2 separate regions of the Danio rerio genome follow, and region 1 is linked to region 2. The links are chromatin contacts, called in public HiCAR-type maps. All regions are on one chromosome and are shown on one strand. Each heading gives the region's core, a stretch centred on a gene start, on an enhancer-like site or on the middle of the called end of the contact. The rest is flanking DNA. Distances are from core to core; before and after follow the strand shown. Region 1 overlaps mkln1 (muskelin 1, intracellular mediator containing kelch motifs). Region 2 has its middle 8.8 kb from the start of mir29a-1.

The links. HiCAR-type assays count read pairs that join an accessible place to other places.
Region 1: a HiCAR-type map of caudal fin shows a contact between it and region 2, with 6 times the contacts expected there. The contact joins two enhancer-like sites. A contact is called at or near these places in 4 of 18 Hi-C or Micro-C datasets (caudal fin, hematopoietic stem cells, skeletal muscle and 1 more) and 1 of 4 datasets of contacts at active chromatin or transcription factors (caudal fin).

Annotation. Positions count from the first base shown.
Region 1 is chr4:12,293,694-12,298,917 of GRCz12tu, reverse strand. mkln1 (muskelin 1, intracellular mediator containing kelch motifs) reads right to left here. Exons shown (of 18, transcript NM_212694.1): 14 at 4,047-4,161; 15 at 1,772-1,911; 16 at 1,262-1,364. Among named protein-coding and RNA genes, the nearest start is that of podxl, 25 kb to the left of the region's middle. Within about 2 kb of position 1,442, at least 9 of the 62 cell types and tissues checked have an H3K27ac peak or open chromatin away from gene starts, as enhancers often do. A contact at or near this core is called in caudal fin, where this site is marked.
Region 2 is chr4:12,166,194-12,171,225 of GRCz12tu, reverse strand. It overlaps a transcript of asb13a.2 not described here and a transcript of net1 not described here. Among named protein-coding and RNA genes, the nearest start is that of mir29a-1, 8.8 kb to the left of the region's middle. Within about 2 kb of position 1,920, at least 5 of the 62 cell types and tissues checked have an H3K27ac peak or open chromatin away from gene starts, as enhancers often do. A contact at or near this core is called in caudal fin, where this site is marked.

The sequences.
Region 1 (5,224 bases), core at 193-2,692, 130 kb before region 2:
TTCAGGCGGACTCGGGCACGGTTCACAGGTGCGCACCAGAGTTCAGAAGACAGCGTTTACACTAGCTAAAGGTACCGAACCTTAACGTCAAACAAACCCAAGTGTGGACCAAAAGTGCTAGCATGAAAGCACCCTTAAAGGAATAGTCCACTCAAAAATTATATATTTTTCTCCACTTTTGAATACAAAAGAAGATATTTTGAAGAATATTAGAAACCATAATCATATGAAAGTCAATGGTTACCCTTTTTCAACATCCTTCAAAACATCTTTTTGCATTCAACAGGTTTGAAACCAGTTGAGGGCGAGTTATTTGCAAGAAAATATTTATTTGTGGGTGAACTAATGATTTAATGAAAGTATACAACTCAAGTTGGCAAATATATAAAGGAGAAGAGCCCCTGCAAAAAAAGTAATATTTATCACGGGCTTTCAATCAAGCAGAGTTTTATAATAATCCAGCTTTTGGTGTTTTTTTTTTTTTGTTTGTTTTTTTTTGTGGTGATTAATTTGTAATTGTACTGAGTTTGTCCTTTTATCTTTAAATTTATTTGTTTGTCCATACACCCTGATTGTATAAATGCGCTTTAAAAATAAACTCAAACTTATTTTTTTCCTAATAATAACCAAAAACAATGCTTAAGAATGAAATATGGTTTATAAATGTGATCACAATATAAATACAAATGTGATCAGAAGCACAGCACAGCGCTCTTTCGACATGAACAGCTCATAAGCATTTCACAGTAATCCACACAAACTACAAAATAAAAGCTCAAATGTTTCAGCTTGAAGAAAAACCCTTACATTTTTGAAAGCACAGAAAATGACAATAACCATTACGTTTTAGTAATAATATTAATAACAATAATACTAAATACTAATAATTCTCCTCCTCCTACTCCTAATACTAAAAATAGTGCAATAGTTATAAAAATTTAAAATATTACAAGAGTAAAATGTCTTTATTTAGCCGATTAACTCCCAAATGAGGCTATGCATTTACACCTTCACTATTAAAATGAATGTAAATCCTCCTAATACTGATAACACTAATAATACTAAAAATACAACTGTTATAAAAATATAAATAGTACTAGAGTAAAACGTCTTTACTTAGCCGAATAATTCTCAAATCAGGCTAAATTTACACCTTCACTATTAAAACGAAAGTAAATGCATATCCTGACTCAATCAAGACTAAGGCTCGTTATAAACATGCTTAAGAAAAGTAATAAAGTTTATCACGGTGGCTCCTGACCTCTTTCGTCTCATCAGGATCAGTGTGGTCCACAGTGAGGGACAGATCATTCTGTAGATATTTAAGTGCATTCAAGGGCTCGGTCTGAGCCTTTTCCTCAAACCTGCAAACACACACACACAAGCAGAATACACAGTCAATCAGGAAAGAATGAGTGTCCAGCAGAGGGCAGCAGAACAGTAGAAATAATGTGCACTGATGGAAAACTACTACTGTAATTTAATCACTAACTGCAGTGCTGCATGACACAGCAATTACATAACAATACAGCTGGTTTACATCCAGAGCGGACGGATCAGAGCCAGTTCATAAACTCCCTTTTAACATTAAACACAAAACTATTGAACGTGGAACGGATATCTAAACATTTCCCTAGCTCTGTTTGGAAACAAAGCATCTCGGAAAGGTTTTCTTTGGAGTCAGACCAGGGCACATAATTGAGTAAACATTATTTCTAGGCATTTCAGAAGCTGTGAGGTCAGGTGAAATGTACCGTGTTAAAGTGCGTACCTGTATTTGCGAATGAGGTATTTGCAGTGACGCAGCAGGTATTCTTTGGAAGGGCGGCAGAGCTTTAGGGACCAGAAGTCATCCAGTCGCATTTTGGGAGAGCTGGACTTTCCTGGGTTTCCACCAAACAGGTAATGCACCTGCAGTGTGTATGAGATCGTCTTAATCAAACCCATTGATTAATCAGTGGAAGAATTAAGGAAACAAGCGTTTTATCAGGTCAAACTATCAAATAGAAATAAAATTTTGATTTTGTTATCTCTATAAAAATCTGGCAAAGCATCCTTTCTGATTGGATCGAGAGTAAGGCAAGGAAAGTTTATTTATATAGCACATTTCAAACACAATGGTAATTCAAAATGCTTTACATACACAAGAATAAAAGAATCGAGAAAATAAAAACGATTAAAATAATTAAAATGATTAAAAACAGATTAAAATGCTGAAAAAAAAACTGATTATAAAAGAATGAAAAAAAAGAGAAAGACATAATAGTGTGATCTGTCAGACATAGCACAGTGCTCATTCAGTAAATGCACAGCTAAACAGATGTGTTTTCAGTCTTGATGTGAATGTGCCTAATGTGGGAGCACATCTGATCATTTCTGGAAGCTAATTCCAGCAGCAGGGGCCGTATAGCTGAAGGCGGATTCACCCTGGTTTGACTGAACTCTTGAAATTTGTAGTTTACTTGATCCTAATGATCCGAGTTACCTGTTAGGTTTGTATTCAGTCAGCATATCTGTAATGTTTTGAAGTCCTAGGCCATTTAGTGCTTTATAGACAAGTAATAATACTTTAAAATACATTCTGAATGTAAGTGGAAGCCAAGGACAGTTGTAATGTGCTCTCATTTTATGAGATGCCACCAGATGATGTTTTATAAATTTCATTTTTGAAGGAACATAAAATTAGGATAAAAAAACAAGTTATTCCTTCATAACTAGTGTTTATCAGCGCATTAGTATTAGTTTCAGTCATTTAGTTTAATATGAATGGCTGTTGAACATTTATTAATAACTAGCATCTTTAAACTAGCTATTTAATTTAGAAAATTATAATACGATTTAACCGCCAATTAAAAAATCTATTCAAAATTATTTTATGATGACATTACATATTACTTATGTAGTAATCTAATGCAAAAACACAACATAATATGATTTAATATAAACATCTTCATTTGAATTTTAGTTTTAGTAATTTTCTTCAGTTTTTTTGTGGGGTTATTAGCTTAATATATTTTTTATTTTTAGTTTTTGTTAATCTACACAAGAATGAGAAAATTCTTATGGTCACATTTTATTTTAAGATAGAATTTTCGCTATTAACAAACCATTAACTATGATTTGTAGCTCAATAAACATTTAATGGGGTGTATGCTGAAGGACTTTTAATTTTTCAGTAACCTCAAACGCTTCCAGCGAACTATATACCACGTTTAATGTCTGTTTTCTTTAAAAATCAACAATCTTCACTGCCTGATTGATATACGATATATAATGTAGGTCTCAGAATGTACAAGAAGCACTTAATTAAATTACAACTTTCCTGCACCATGTCTTTAAAATATGAAAAATAATTTTACCCCAGTAATGGAGTTTCTGCAGGATTGCTGATCCTGACGGGCGTATGCGTGTATACAGCTTTCCTTCTGGTTTACGCTTGAACCACTAAATGAATGCTTAGGTCTATTTAACTGATTATATTTTAATCACATTTCAGCATTGATGCTATAAAAGTAACCATATAAATATTAAAAAAGTCACATTAACCAGAAGTTTATCAGTACGGAAACAAACACTAGCTGTACATATACCCTATTCATTAATAGTTAGACATTAGGTATGATTAGGTATGTAGAATAAGATCATGTTGAACTTTAAAAGTGCTAATAAACAGTCAATATCTTAATAATAAGCAGATAATAAGCCACTAGTTAATACTGAATGTAGATACTCAAACTAAAGTACTAAAGTTTTACCTTACTTATTATTTCATGTCCATTTTTTCCAGCCAAGTTAACTTCAGATGACAAAAATGATAGTTAATTTCACGCACGTCTCCTTTGTCTCACACAATCATTTGAGGTCCTGGAGTCTCTGCTAACGAGCTGATGAGTTGAATCAGGTGTGTTTGATTAAGAAGACATGCAGATCATGCAGTGTTTTTGGGCTCCAGGAATGTTGTTAAAAAGCACTGAACTATAATAACCCTGCTTGAGGAGAGCTGAGATTGAAACTTGGGGTTAGATTAAAACCATGATCAACATTACCTTGTGGAGTTCATCGTAGACAAGCTGATGAGCAAACCGAGGACAAGGTTCCTCTTCCTGCAGGGCCTTAGTGGGGTTTTCCTTCACCGCTTGGTCGTTCTTATAAACACAGGACCTGTAAACAAACACACAGTTAGTCTTTCACACTAAACAGCGCATACCGTCCAAGCAAAGTGTACAAACACACGCACCCACCCAAATCGAGTCAAATAAACAAAAAGTGACAGAAAGCAGCAGCAGATCCAAGAGAAAGACTGACTGAGTTTTCTAGAAGCCAACTGCTTCAATTAGTGTACAGAACAAAAGGTTTCTCTCCCCCGTTTAAGTGAAAAACACATTTAATACACGCACACATAAGCGAGAAGAGAACATTCTGTTCCTGTTGGGGAACCACTGACTCCTTTCTGAAGGTCAGACATGCCTGTGAAATCTTTTTACTGACGCTTTGTTTATTATTTTACAGATTACTCCACGAATATTGGCACCCGTTGTAAATATCAGCAAAAAATAAATGAAAAATGTTGATCTTTTGAGTTTTTGTGTAAAATATTTGAGGGATAGTTCACTAAAAAATGAATATTTACTCATTATTTACTCTCTTAACAGTGGTTCCAATTCTTTATAAGTTTTGAACACTTAAGAAGGTATTTTAAAGAAAGCTGAAATCCTGTAACCATTGACTTCCATAGTATAAAAAATAAATATTAAGCCGGTGGTTACAGGTATCTTCATTTGTGTTTAACAAAAAAAGAAACTCATAAAGGGTTGAAAAAAAAATGTGAGAGTGAATTATGGCAGAATTACAATTTTTGGGTGAACTATAACTTTAACATATTAATTGAAGATGCTTGAAATTGCTTGTGAATGAGGAGAGAGGCTTTACTCCTGAAACTCTTTCAAGCAGTCTGTGGTGATGATGAAGGTGCAGTCGGATTGTAGTTCTAGAGCAAAATAACTTCTGCCCTTCTCCAGCTGGGATTCTTGGAGATTTTTTTGTGGCCACTCAACTTTTTGAATAGTTTCTAGTTCAATTATCAAACAATTATTAAAATCAAGAAGCATTTTCTAGACAAGTAAAAACGTGTTTCGTTTTAAGAAATAAGTCATCGAAATCAGCTGCTTTCACCCACCGGTGTGGGTAGACGGGTATGTGACCAGCGCCCCCTGGCTGCATTACC
Region 2 (5,032 bases), core at 671-3,170:
AGCAAAATAATCTTCTGTCAAAAGAAAAAACAAGACTATTTTGCTTACCCCATTGGCAGATTATTTTGCTTGTTTTAAGGAAAAAATCACTTAATATTGGCATATTATTTCTCAAAACAAGACAATATTTTTTGCTTGTTAAGAAAATGCTTCTTGATATAAGAAATTTTAGATATTTAGACTAGAAACAAGACAAAAAATCTAAGCAAGAAAAGCAGTTTTTGCAGTGTAGGGGAAGTTGCGTGAATCTTTTCTTTATTTAATAAATGACTTGCGTCTCAGAAGATGATGCCGACAAGCAATGAATGCGTGGTGGCATTTGAAGGCGTGAGATGCAGATCAAAGATGCTCTTGACAGTTCTGGAGGTCATTAATAATACAATAACACTAATACTGAAATGGTTAAGGCATTATAGAATGACCAAAACTAAATTTCAGATGTTTTACAGTGTGCTTAGCCTGCAGGTTTGTCTATTCACACACATTTTTATCATCACATGGATTCTTATAACAAAATCACATGACTTTTTTAATGCACATACTGGAATTTTTTTCCGTAAAAGTGTTTTCGCTGTAGTTTACGCACATTTAAGTTTATCCTACTCAGTTATGCGCACATGTTTTTTGTGCATATTTAAAATGTGCATAAAAATAGGTGGACGGAAACATAGCTAATGTCCTCCTTCAGTCGTTTAATGCTATGAAACCTGTAGTATCACCTGTGAAATCATCTAAGAAGTCAAATGTCATCGCTTAGAAATTAAACAGCATAAATTGCATAGGATAACTTGCTTTTTTTTTGTACAGAAATAGTTTTAATTTTCCCTTCGAATTGAAGCACAGCCACTAATATAACATTCAAGTACAATTGAATTATTATATAAAACCACATGTAATTAAATTGAAAAAAATTTCAAACAGAAAATAATATATAAAACTATTAATAAAACAATCACAATAAAGTGATGCAAAATAGCTAGAAGTATAATAGTAAACAAACAAACACCTGAATAGCTCTATTTATTAAGGTCAGAGTTTTAATGTTTGTTTATTGTCCAATGAAGATTTGACGATAAGATTATGCATTATATGTGGCACAGATATAAGGGAGATTAGAATGATCACATTATTATATAACATCTAAACAGCCAGTTGTAGTTAGGGTGTGCTGAACTGAAAAATTATCTCTTTTAATTTGTGTTATGTCACTAGAGCGAAACAGACTTTTTAAATCTTTTGTTTTGTTCAGAAAACCTCAAGGATTTAGTCGATACCAACTCATTTTCTACGCATGAACCAGTCATAGATGAGATAGGTGAACGTCATCGTTTTACGCAGTGGGATTTCGTCAGTTTTTAAGGCAACTGTTATCCAATTTCAGTTTATCCATTCTCTGATCCGTTTTGACACTCAAGCCCTTTTGGTGGACTTTTACAGATTTGTCATATATAACGTCTCATATTTGACAGTAGAGACCACAACAAAGATGGCTTTTGTAGCCGCTGTGGACTGATCTGGATGAGTAAGTGACACATCATTCCTCCAAGGCCTCTCCTTTGTTTGCTACCTAAAGCATGATGAAACCAAACCTACTAACCTAAGTCCCCTTAAGTATTTTCCCACCTCAACGTCAATGTAGTCTAATCTACAAAAGGGAAAAACCACCTGAAACCAATGTTGACGTCCACTTAAGACTAAATGTTGGATTGTACAGTGTAGTATGGCTACTTGTTCAAAATTCAGAAGAACTTACAATTGTTATCAAACACGCAACATGACCAGCGCAGCAGTGCCGTCATCTATTTCTTAGAATAGGAAGGTTTACTCCTTACAGCTTCCCACACAGACATTTGCTGGTAGTAATAGTAGTGATGTAATGTCCTGCCGGAGAGTTCCTAAAACAGGACAAGCTTCATTTTTGGTATGTTTGCGTAGCCTATTTTGATGACTGTGAGAGTTAGACTGGTGTAATCACAGAGGGGTGTGTGTGTGTCATTTGGTCCATATTTGTCATGCCGATGTCCAGTGTTTCGGGCTACACCTTGACATTCCAGACATGTTTTAGAAGCAGTATTACACACTCTCAGGGTCTATACTTCTTGAAGTTCTCAAATAGAACCTATTTGATGCACCTGTTCAGGACTTTGAGTCTCTGCTGAGCAGATATGTTAAATAAGGTTTATTTGGATTAGGTAGAGTGTGTGGTGGTGAGGGCCTACAGGAACTGGGTTAGGAAACAGAACTTCAGGTAGATTTACACAATATGGCTTCAGGTCAAGGGTGTGTTTTTTTCCTGCCCCACGGTCAATATGGCAATCATTCAACAAGTGACGTTTTTTGGTTGACAACAATGTTTTGGACATTGACAATTGGTTGTCTTGAGGAAATCTGACATTCACTCTGCTCAGCATTTGTTTATGAACTGAATAATATTCAATAAATATGTATATCGTGCTTAGAATGATTTTACAATTGTATTAAATCACTGCATTTAAATGGAATTGACATGATTAATGCAAAAACATTTCTTACTTTGATTTTTTTGTCTTGTTTCTTGTCTAAATATCTATATTTCAACAAGATTACGTTTTTCACTTACCCCACTGACAGATCATTTCATTGAAACAAGTAAAAATCTCTTAATTTCCACTTATTTCTTCTAACAGTAAAACATGAACATTTTTTCTTGGTCTAAGAATATTCATTTTTTTAAACATATTTCGTAATAGAAACAAGACAAAACAAAGTAAGAAGGATTTATTTGCATTGTGGTTATTTAATTTCTCCACCTGAATATGGTTAGACTCCCTAAAAAACCATCAAATAGTGCTATTCTAACTATCTTGTGAAACTGTATTCATATCGCAATATTAATTGTGCCTATATTGATGCGCTGCTTTACTGGAAACCCGAAAGTATGCTCTTTCCAGTCAGCAGTACTTACTTGATTTTTATCAGTATAATATAACTTCAAACATGTCATCAAGCCATTACTGTGGTCTCTTCCCCATCAGGGCAGTGAGGAATGGAGGACACTCCATCATATTATTGGCAGCGTCATTTGACCTACATATTTACTCCCCAGTTGCCTTGAGCAGTCGAGACCACCCACAGTCAAGTCTTTTTCTAGTGGACACTGATTTAGATTCGGAACTGCATTAACACATTTACATGCTTTGACTGCTCAGCACACACAGGATCGCCCAACTTAGTGTAGTGGGTGCATTTTTTACATCTTCACTCACGGTTTTATTAACAAAATACAGCATAGTTAAATGAGTGATGTGAGAACTACACTTTCTGTGAGAACCAACTTCTCTCACTTCCCCTCTTACATTCTTTCTCTGGATTTATTTTACTTTAATTACCTGTTCTCTCCTACGCGCATGCAGCACTCGAGTTCTTCTAAATTTTATATGCGCTCATACCCGAGTGATGGAAAGATAAACAAGGAACTGATGGAGAGATAAAAGGACAGACAGTGAGTGCCGGAAACCACATTAGACAGAAGAAGACCTAAGCTGACAACCAGAGGGCAAACGTGTCTTCTTATCACAATGAATCTTCACTAAAAGCAGCGGGGATCTAAATGAAGTTTACCCACACTTAATTAGCTTTAATATAAAAACCTGTTTGTTATCTTAAATGAACTGAGTGACAAATCCTGACTCATCCGCATGGAATGGAGGCAATTACCACAAAAAAGTTAATATATTAAATATATTCAGATTAATATTCAGTGCTCATTTCTACTTGGTGAATACTGACATACAATTTTTTTGTTAAAATATTTCAGAAAAGTTATTGAAACTGTATAATTGACTTGAAGGTTGATTCTTGTACAGTTTCCTATTTAGAATAGTGCTCATTCAATGCAAAAATAAAAAATAAAAAAATGGCTTGCAAACACTTTTGTGAATTGTTTTGCGCTACTTATTTTGTCCCACAATTTCTGGAGAGAAAAAAAAAAATCAGGCATCCTTCTAATTGGCCTGTGTTCACACATTGTACAATTGAGTTTATATGGAAAAACTTTAAGTGTACTGGTAAGTATTTTAGGTAAATTTTAGACTTCAAAAGGACTTATGAAGGATCTTGTCATGTGTAGGCATGGGACGATAACCGTTTTCAAGGTATACAACGGTTTGGAAAAGTCGAGATTTTAAAACTGCCAAAATATTGTTATACCTTTCCTAAGGTATGTGTAAGATTTTTTTTAATTTACACTTTTTTAGAACAACAGTATCTCCAGCAAAAAAAATGATCCAAAGATGCCGTTTTTAATTGTAAAAAAAAATCTGTGTTTTACAAACTAATGAAGACCGCAGAAGTCAATGATTCACTTGAATTATTTAGCCTGGCATGTTTACTGCTCTGAAATATTATACATCTTCCAAAAAATAAAATATATTGTTTTCAAAAGGCAAAAAAGTTTTTGTTTTTACCCAGACATTTAAAAAGAATATATTTTAGAGCAGTAAGCACAATACGTGGTATTTTTTATCCAAGGATATCATATCGTCAGAATCTTATACCGGCCCATGCCTAGTCATGTGACACTAAAAATTGATGTCATGCTTCTGTAAATTCAGCTTTACAGTTAAATGTGAAATGATTAGCCCACCTGTTAAATTTTGATTCTTGATTCTAAAGTAATGTTTATGGAGCAAGGCAATTTTCACAGTGTTTCCTATCATCCTTTTTCTTGTTTGGAGAAAATCTGGTTTCTTTTAGTTTTACTGTAATAAAACAATTTTAAGGTCAATATTATTAGCCCTTTAAGATATTTCTTTCTTAAATTGCATTCTAAAATAGTTATTTTAATTTATTTAGTTATTAATTATGTCATTTTGATATAATAAATGCACCATGAACAAGGCTTACCTTTTTTTTTTATTTTTTTTTTACCAAAGTTGTAGGCCAGGGGTGCCCACAATTTTTCGTATGGAAGGCCAAAAACCAAATGTCATTGAGAGCCGGGGGCTGAATCTAACCAAACTATATTACATTAAAGTTGCCATGGTTAATTTCC